Linked DNA regions of Mus musculus: region 2 is linked to region 1. A link is a contact called in public promoter capture Hi-C data. All regions are on one chromosome and are shown on one strand. Each heading gives the region's core, a stretch centred on a gene start, on an enhancer-like site or on the middle of the called end of the contact. The rest is flanking DNA. Distances are from core to core; before and after follow the strand shown.

The links. Capture Hi-C pulls out chosen DNA fragments and counts their contacts.
Region 2: a promoter capture Hi-C map of liver shows a contact between it and region 1. The contact joins the promoter of Dennd6b here to the promoter of Chkb in region 1. A contact is called at or near these places in 14 of 39 promoter capture datasets (the 3T3-L1 cell line, the C10 cell line, the HPC-7 cell line and 8 more), 6 of 484 Hi-C or Micro-C datasets (CD4 T cells, CD8 T cells, embryonic stem cells and 3 more), 3 of 115 datasets of contacts at active chromatin or transcription factors (the SCID.adh cell line, double positive thymocytes and regulatory T cells) and 3 of 9 other capture datasets (adipose tissue, liver and pancreatic islet).

What each region holds. Positions count from the first base shown.
Region 1 is chr15:89,427,337-89,431,903 of GRCm38.p6, reverse strand. It overlaps Chkb (choline kinase beta), which reads left to right and starts at 1,977. Exons shown (of 11, transcript NM_007692.6): 1 at 1,977-2,527; 2 at 2,747-2,855; 3 at 3,077-3,190; 4 at 3,360-3,493; 5 at 3,675-3,770; 6 at 3,889-3,947; 7 at 4,031-4,112; 8 at 4,235-4,343; 9 at 4,477-4,567. The coding sequence starts at 2,304. It overlaps Gm44502 (predicted readthrough transcript (NMD candidate), 44502), which reads left to right and starts at 1,977. Exons shown (of 27, transcript NR_004843.2): 1 at 1,977-2,527; 2 at 2,747-2,855; 3 at 3,077-3,493; 4 at 3,675-3,770; 5 at 3,889-3,947; 6 at 4,031-4,112; 7 at 4,235-4,343; 8 at 4,477-4,567. It overlaps C730034F03Rik (a long non-coding RNA gene), which reads right to left and starts at 1,889. Exons shown (of 4, transcript XR_875570.1): 1 at 1,805-1,889.
Region 2 is chr15:89,194,292-89,198,858 of GRCm38.p6, reverse strand. It overlaps Dennd6b (DENN/MADD domain containing 6B), which reads left to right and starts at 2,385. Exons shown (of 20, transcript NM_027081.3): 1 at 2,385-2,640. The coding sequence starts at 2,464.

The DNA.
Region 1 (4,567 bases), core at 728-3,227:
TCAGTTATCTAGTGGTCAGAAACATCTTGAATTCCTTTGTCTTGATTTATTTTACATTAATTTCTGGTTATTATTTGTTCAGAAACCTTTACTGTCGCCAAATCTTTCACCAATCCCTACATTCAGCCAACCTCACGGGGTCATGCATGTCCCACAGGCTAAGAAGCTGACCTCTAGTAAGTCACAAAGGACAAGCTATGCCAACCCAGGCCTGACTTCCTGATAGGAGTAGTTATGTTAAAAAAAAAAAAAAAAGGCTGGAAAGATATGGTCTGGTCAGTCAGATAGCAGAATCAAGGCCACTTTCACCTAGAACCTCGGCCCAGAAAACAGAGCTTAGAACTCTTTCCCAGGCTCAAAAGCTAGCCAAAATAAAAAATAAAAACACCACCTAACATTTCCAGGCTGGTCCAGAGTTTTAACATTGCAACATAAAACAATGTTACCACCTACAAAGTTCATTCTCCACAAAGTTCACGGTCCAAAGTATTAAGGAAGTTAAAATACCCACCTGCACGTTTATCTGTCTGTGTCCTGACCCTGTACTCCTCTGCTTCTCCAGTGCTGGGATTAAAGGGGAGATAGCCTACATCTTTAAGCCAGCTCCCACAGCCTGGAGCAGGGGATGCCTCTCTCCAGCTCTCAGTGGGCCATGTAGGAAAACTGCTCATGGTTTTGACAATTCTAAAAAATTTTGTTTTGAAGTCAATTTTCTCTCTCTCTTTTTTTTTTAGGAGATCGGTCTGGAAACACCTCAGCTGTCTGCTTCACAGATTGCTCTTAAGGCTGCTCTCTGATTGGCTCCTCTGCTGCCACCCCATTAATTCTCTTACCACCTTTCTTCTCTCACTATGTAGCCTGGCTGGCCTGGAACCCAGTATATAGACTAGACTGTCCTCAGATTCACAGGTAATTAACCACCGATTTCAGTTTCCTGAATGCTTCCCCCGCGTTCTTATACACACACACACACACACACACACACACACACACCCCGCACCCGCACAATGAACTCTCTTCCCTTTTTTTTTTTTTAAGATTTATTTATTATATGTAAGTACACTGTAGCTGTCTTCAGACGCACCAGAAGAGGGCGTCAGATCTCATTACGGGTGGTTGTGAGCCATCATGTGGTTGCTGGGATTTGAACTCAGGACCTTCGGAAGAACAGTCAGTGCTCTTAACCACTGAGCCATCTCGCCAGCCCCCACTCCCTAGGCTTTCTAAAAAAGAATTATTTATTTTTTATGTGTATGAGTACACTGTGGCTATTTTCAGACACACCAGAAGAGGGCATCGGATCCCATTACATACAGACTGTTGTGAGCCACCACATGGTTGGCGGGAATTGAACTCAGGACCTCTGGAAGAGGGATCAGTGCTCTTAACCGCTTAGCCACCTCTTCAGCCCCATCCCTAGACTTTAAAGGAAAGTCTTTTCTTAACTCTAAGGTCTCATGTTCAATTCTCCCTCCCCTACACCGAAACTCGTAGCTTTGAGGCCCTTTCATTCTAATAAACCTCATCCTTCAGATGAATTATGGATTGTGTAAGCTTCCTTTCTAAGCTGACCATTAACGTCTCCCTCTTCCCGATATTTAACAGGAGAGAGACACACTCTCTCGAGAAAGAAAAATACTTTAAGTTATTGTGTTGGGTCACATTAATGGCGCTCATGCGGTCTATGCAGCGCTGGACACGCCGGACTGATTCTTATTACGCCTTCCAGCATCACATATACACCTGCTGCCTTGTGGAAAGGGGAATCGTTAGAACCTACGTTTTCATTCTTCCATTCACTTACCCCAACTGTCACCACAGGCTCGGCTAATCTACTCCCTAGTAGAGTGTCTCACACAGCAGCTGTTATAAAGGAGCCGCAAACTACCATCGTCCATTCATTGGCCAGAGCCTGGCTCGTAAGCTTTGCGGAGCTACTGTCCAACCGCCCACGGCGCTCGGGATTGGCCTACGTCACTTCCTTGGTTCCGGACACAGTCCACGCAGTAACTTGTTTTTGCAGAGACTGATAGGCGGATCGGGCGTGGCCCGAGCGCGCCCCACTCAGGGAAAGCTGCCGTCCCTCTTTGCCTTTGAGCGCCGCAGCCCTGAGAATCGCATCTGGCTTGGAAACGGTCCCAGGACTGGAGCCACCAAGAAAGCCGAAGGCAGTCGCGAAGAGCCGAGGACGCCCAGAGACTCTGCGGCTTCCGGGAAGCGGAACCGAGCCTACCCGGAAGGAGCCAACCTCACCTGAGGCTCGCTGAGCACCGGCAGGCGTTAAACCTAACGGAGCCCACGTCATGGCGGCAGACGGGACAGGGGTAGTCGGAGGAGGGGCTGTCGGCGGCGGCCTGCCCAAGGACGGTTTGCAGGATGCTAAGTGCCCAGAGCCAATCCCCAATCGGCGGCGCGCTTCCTCGCTGTCCCGTGACGCGCAGCGCCGAGCCTATCAGTGGTGCCGGGAGTACCTGGGCGGGGCCTGGCGCCGAGCGCGGCCGGAGGAGCTGAGCGTTTGTCCCGTGAGGTCAGGGGTCAGCCCTGGGGACCCTGGGGACACTCCCAGTTCGGTCGCCGTCAGTGCTACGCGGGGGGGTGGGGGGTGGGGGCAGGTCTGCAGCCTGCTGTGCTGGGGGGCGGGGTCCCCCTTCGGGACTTGGGAGGTCCTCTCGGGAAGGGTGTCTAGAGTGGGTCCCACCAATCGGGGGGACGACCCTTGCTGAGCCTGACCTGTGTGGATCTGCAGCGGAGGCCTCAGCAACCTGCTCTTCCGATGCTCACTACCGAACCACGTACCCAGTGTGGGCGGGGAGCCCCGGGAGGTGCTGCTACGACTCTACGGGGCCATCCTGCAGGTGAGGGAAAAGAAGGATCGTAACTTGGGAGTTCGGACATCTGGAGCAAGTGGTGCAGAAAGTGGTGTCTTATTTGTGTAGCTGAATATGCTGAAGCTCAAGAATTCTCAGTCAGTAAGAGCAGAAGTCCAAGCTATTGTAGATGAAGCCGATTTGGGCCAGTACCCACGTACCTCTGGCTTTTTCTGACATGAGCCCCTTTGCCATACATCTTTTATCAGGGTGTAGACTCCTTGGTATTAGAAAGCGTGATGTTCGCCATTCTCGCAGAGCGGTCTCTAGGGCCCCAGCTTTACGGAGTGTTTCCAGAGGGCCGCTTGGAACAGTACCTCCCAGTAAGAGCCCAGTTTTTGTTGTTTTTACCCCAAGTCTTTACCCTTCCCAAAGTCTGCCTTCACATCCCAGGTAGGGAAATTTCCCTAAGACCTTGATCTCCTCCCATCCCGTATCCCTTCCCCCTCCCGCCCCAGCCCCCTCACCACCCTGATAGGTTACTGGGTACAGAGCCGGCCGTTGAAAACTCAAGAGCTCCGGGACCCAGTGTTGTCGGGAGCCATTGCAACGAGGATGGCCCGTTTCCATGGTATGGAGATGCCCTTCACTAAGGAGCCCCGATGGTTGTTTGGGACCATGGAGCGGTGAGTCCAGTTTGGGATCCGTGCATCTAAAACTGAACCTCTAGTTGAGTGGATAGATACCCCAGTATCATGGACTCTGTTTCCCAGCCAAAGCCCAGTGACAGGACAATTTGGCCTGAAGAGTCGATAGAAGGGGGTGGGGAGAGATAGACAGAATGTTTCCCGTTTGGGCGGCTTCCAGGTACCTGAAGCAGATCCAGGACTTGCCTTCCACCAGCCTTCCCCAGATGAACCTGGTAGAGATGTACAGCCTCAAGGACGAGATGAACAGCCTCAGGTGAAGGCGGATGACATAGTGGGCGGGTGGGTGGCACTGGCATTTATCAGTGTCCTCTCCAGGATTTGTTGAGGGCTAGTCACAAGGCCTTATAGCCTACGCCTCTCTACCTCTACAGGAAGTTACTAGACGATACCCCGTCACCAGTGGTCTTCTGCCACAATGACATCCAGGAAGGTAGGAGAATGTATGTGAGTCTTTGAGCCCACGCCGAAAGAGGGCAGCATGCCCTGAAGTGACCAAAATCCCCATTCCCCTAGGAAACATCTTGTTGCTTTCAGAGCCAGACAGTGATGATAACCTCATGTTGGTTGATTTTGAGTACAGTAGTTATAACTACAGGTAAGTGTGGGAGGACTGCCTCCTGTGGGTCCTGTTCCTACAGGGTCCTGGCAAAACAGGCCAGGCCCTTCACCTCCACAGCCCCGCTGCCCATGGACTGAATGTTTGCTCTATCCTCCCAGGGGCTTTGACATTGGGAATCATTTTTGTGAGTGGGTTTATGATTATACTTATGAAGAATGGCCTTTCTACAAAGCAAGACCCACGGACTACCCCACTAGAGAACAGCAGGTATATAGTCTGGAGGTTGGGAAGAGAAAAGCCTTCTGGCTTCCTGTTCTGTTTCATTCGAAAAGAGGAATAAAGGCTACAGAGGGTGATATTCCAATCTCCCCAGTCCCTGACTCTTGTCCATTGATCTCAGCTCCATTTTATTCGCCATTATCTGGCAGAGGTTCAGAAGGGTGAGATCCTCTCCGAAGAGGAACAGAAGAAACGGGAAGAAGAATTGCTGC
Region 2 (4,567 bases), core at 1,136-3,635, 230 kb after region 1:
ATCTCTAGTGAGATGTTCTGGAGTGTCTGAAGACAGCTACAGTGTACTTACATATAATAAATAAATCTTTAAAAAATGTTTATGTATTATTATATCTTAAGTAAACTAGCTGTCTTCAGATGCACCAGAAGAGGACTTCAGATCTCATTACAGGTGGTTCTGAGCCACCATATGGTTGCTGGGATTTGAACTCGGGACCTTCAGAAGAGCAGTCGGTGCTCTTAACCACTGAGCCATCTCTCCAGCCCCATAAATAAATAAATCTTTAAAAAAAAAATGAAAACACCAAAATCACATAGTATGCTGGATAGGATGACTGCTCTACCATCCTCAATAGCCCGAGTTCTAGACCTTTAGGGATCCGCAAACCAGACTCAGAATTGTGGCTTTGACATAGAAAAGACTGTCCATCTTATAAAGCAGAGTTTGGTTTGTTTGTTTGTTTTTTTAATGGAAATATCTTTGTTTATAGTTTAGTATTATCACAGCACTTCCAGGACAATAAGAAAGAGATGGCTCTAAGAACAATGACATACTCGGGCTAAGTACTTCTCACCCTCATTACTTCTGTCAGCACTGTGATCTGCCTTCTGACAGAATGAAAGTTGGGGCTTAATGAAAACATTTTAATACAGGTTTAAACACTATGGTTAAGAGAGTCAATGTGTCCTGGTCTACAGAGTGAATTCCAAAACAGCCAGGGCTACACAGAGAAACCCTGCCTCACAAAAACAGAGAGAGAGAGAGCGAGCTCGCAAGAAGCAAGCACACTTTGTATGGCTGATGAAGGCTACCTCTAGTCTCAGCAGAGACAGGCAGAGTTTCAGGAGTTCAAAGTGAGCCTGGTCTACATATCAAGTTCCTCACCAGCCAGGACCACATAGAGAGACCCTGTCTCATACAGGGTGTTTGTTGGGGGCACTCAGAAGAAAGTAAGACACATCCAAGAGCATAGGTGTAGGCTTCTCAAGGACCCAATAAGGCAGATCCATGAGAGAGTTACCATTGTTTAGCATTGGTCATCTCTCCCATCTTGACGGCTCTCAGGTTGTATCTCAAAAGATTACTAACACCTCCTCCCCGTTTTGCTGAGAAGGATGGGTGAGGTAGCTCTTTGGAATGCCTTAGATGGCAATCTTTAATAAAGTAAAAACAAAACTACTAGGGTTGCCCAAGAGATCTGGTGTATGCCCCTTTTCCCTGTAAGCCAGGGATTCTAATGGAAAATTGCAAGTTTATAGCAGGGAAGGGAGAAGGGCCTTAATTGTTATTTATGCTTGGGGCAGGTAGGCGAAGGCTCTCCTTCCCCCTTCTTAGGTTCCCCCAAATGTTCCTGTCTTTCTAGCCTGCCTCATTACCTCTTCATTCTAAATTCACTCTTCTATAATCCTTATCCTTAGAACTAGGCTCTGCAACTACCTTAATCCCAAAGGCAGCAGCATTCGTTGACCAGGCTGCCCCTCTTTGCTAGCCAAAGTAGGCACACTAGCCTGGAGTGGGACTAGGTCTGGGTGGACCCGCCAACTCAGGCAGAATGGCCTTCATTAAAGGCGGATGGGTGAAGGTGCCCAATGTAGTACAGACACGCGTGCCTGGCGCTCTCGGAGGTTGGAAGAGGGCGTCTAATCTCCTGGAAGTACAGTTACATTTGTGGGTGCTGGAAACAGAGCCCCCATTCTGCACGGAAGTGCAGCCCGTGTTTTTACTCGCTGAGCCATCTCTTAGCCCCAAACATTATTTTTCACGCTTTGTTTGTTTTGTTTGTCTTCATTTTCCCGTGACAGGGTTTCTGTGTGTCGCCCGAACTGTCTTGGACACTTGCTCTGTAGACCAGGCTTGCTTAGACTTCAGAGATTCGCCTGCCTTTGCCTCCAGAGTGCTGGAACTAAAGGCGTGCACCACCACAAACCACCCGTGGTTTTCACACTTTTAAAGCATTTTGAGGTTTGTCTTTAACTACCTTGGGCGATTGTCCAGCACAAAAGCTGTCCGCGACAAGCGATGACACACAAATAAACATTAGGCTCACAACCCTCGGCCGGGTTGGATACCCCTGGGGGGGGGGTGGTGCCCAACATAATTCTATGTTGCCCAGACACCCCTGGTAGACACCACTATACGCCCAGAGTCCCTCAATCCATACGCCAGGCAGAGATGACATCAGGAACCGCCCTTTCTCTTCTGCCAGATGCAGGGCCACACTAGCCACCTACTGGCCGACCCGGGTCACGCAATCTCCATTATCGGGAAGCGCCTCCATCTCTAGACCCTTCTAACCGGCTGGGGCCTTTCTCGCTGGTACGTTAGGCGACACTCTAGGGCGGACGCTCCTCTAGCGCCAGGGGGCGCGCGGCTGCTCCGGGGCCCTTCTGGCCTACGGCGGCAGCTCGACTGCTCCGAGGCGGCCCAGGTGAACCCCTGCGTTTCTCCGCAACGTGCCCGGGTACCGCTGGAGCTGCTACCATGGAGGTGCCGGTGGGTCCCGGGCCCCGGCAAGCTGGCGGAGGACTAGGCGCGACAAGATCCTCGTCCTCCGGCCGCGCGGCGCGGACCGCGGAGATGCCCTGGGCGCGCTTCTCTGCCTGGCTGGAGTGTGTGTGCGTGGTCACCTTCGATCTGGAGCTGGGCCAGGCGCTAGAGGTGAGCTGATGGGCTGGCTGACCCTCCAGAACTGTCTTAGTACCTCTCCTTCGGCGGCCTGAACCTCTCCAGAGGCCCCTCCTCTCCGGACGTCCCTCCTCTCCCGATGCCCCTCCCCCTCACGCTCCTCCCTTCTCTCGCCTGCACCCCTGCTTCTTTCCTCCCATTCCTCTAAGCCGCCGCGCGGTTTCTCTACCCGGGGCGCCCACCCTCCAGGAAGCAGGACTTTTCGCCTGTAGCCTTCCTGCTTGGTCTAGGGTCTTCTTAGGAGCCTCTCGGAATATTTTGCACCCTCAGGCTGACCTTTCCCCCACTTCCTTCGGCTAGTGACTAGCTTAGAGACCTCCTCTTTCCTATTGCCTGTCACCTCTCCAAGAGGAGCCTCTTCCTCAGAGCTCTAGAAACCCTTCCCAGGCCAAGGAAGGAAAGATCTGTAAAGCCTGACTGCCTGTCCATCAATGTATCCTACGCAGCATCTAACATGGACCTTTCTCCAAAGAGGCAAACATATCTCCAGCCCCTTGGTTGCTCAAGCCAGAGTCCTAGGGTTCCCCCCACCTTGCCCCCGCCACCGCCCCCAGGTCTCACACTGGGTCTGCTGCAGTCTTCAGTGTCACTGGTAGTTCGCTTCTGGCATTCCTCTTGTCTTTCAATTAGAATCAGATCCAGACCCTGTGAGGCCCTGCTTGGTTCCTGTGTCTTGAGCTCTTCTCAACCTTTGGCATCTGGTCACCAGCTGTGAGCAGCTGGGCAGGGTCTTAGGCTTTTGATGTGGTCTTTCTGTGGTCTGAAGGCCTCCATCCCCCTTACCCACCTACAAAGAAAGGCAGCTTCTCTTCTACTAGATAAGATGAAAATATCAGCCAGGCATAGTAGTGCGCGCAAACCCAGCATTTCGGGGACTGGGTGGGGGATGGGAGGTTGGTGAAGCAAGATGATTAGTTTGAAGCTAGTCTGGATTGATAGAGTCCCAAAGGAGCCTGAGCTATAGAATCAGACCTTGTTGAAAGAAAGAGAAAGGAAAGAATGAAAGAGAGGGGAGAGAGAGAACACATTGTGGCACATGTCTTTCTTTAATCTAGTACTCTGGAGGCAAAAGCAGGCTGATCTCTATGCTCAAGGCCAACCTGGAGCAGGCAAGCCAAGGCTACATAGTGAGACTTTGTCTTTTAAAAAAAAGGGAGGGGGCTGGTGAGATGGCTCAACGGGTAAGAGCACCCGACTGCTCTTCTGAAGGTCCTGAGTTCAAGTCCCAGCAACCACATGGTGGCTCACAACCATCCGTAAGATCTGACTCCCTCTTCTGGTGTGTCTGAAGACAGCTGCAGTGTACTTACATATAATAAATAAATAATTTTAAAAAAGGAAACAAAAACAACAAAAAGCAAAACCCACAAAACCACCAGGAAGATAGGAGGAGGAAGAAAGTGTTACAGGCTCAATGAAGCTTTTGACAGGTCCAGTTAAGGTAATGACTATGAGCCGGTGGTGGTGGCCCACGCCTTTAATCCCAGGACTTGGGAGGCAGAGGCAGGTGGATTTCTGAGTTCCAGGCCAGCCTGGTCTACAGAGTGAGTTCCAGGACAGCCAGGGCTATACAGAGAAACCCTGTCTTGAAAAAACAAAAAAAAAAAACCAAACAAAGCCTTGGTTAAAAAGCCCCACTTTCTGCACTGTAGATCCTTTCCTGTAGAGTTACAACAGAAGTTGAGAGACTTTTCCTTTAACCAAAGGGAAAAAAGAAAAAGAAAACCTGGTGTGGTGGCGCACACCTTTAGTCCCAACATTCAAGAGGCAGAGGCAGGCTTATCTCTGTGAGTTTGAAGCGAGCCTGATCTATATAGGAAGTTCCAGGACAGCCAGGACTATGTAAAGAGACCATGTCTCCAATAAAGAAACCTTCCCTCGCCCCCTCACCCCCCACCCC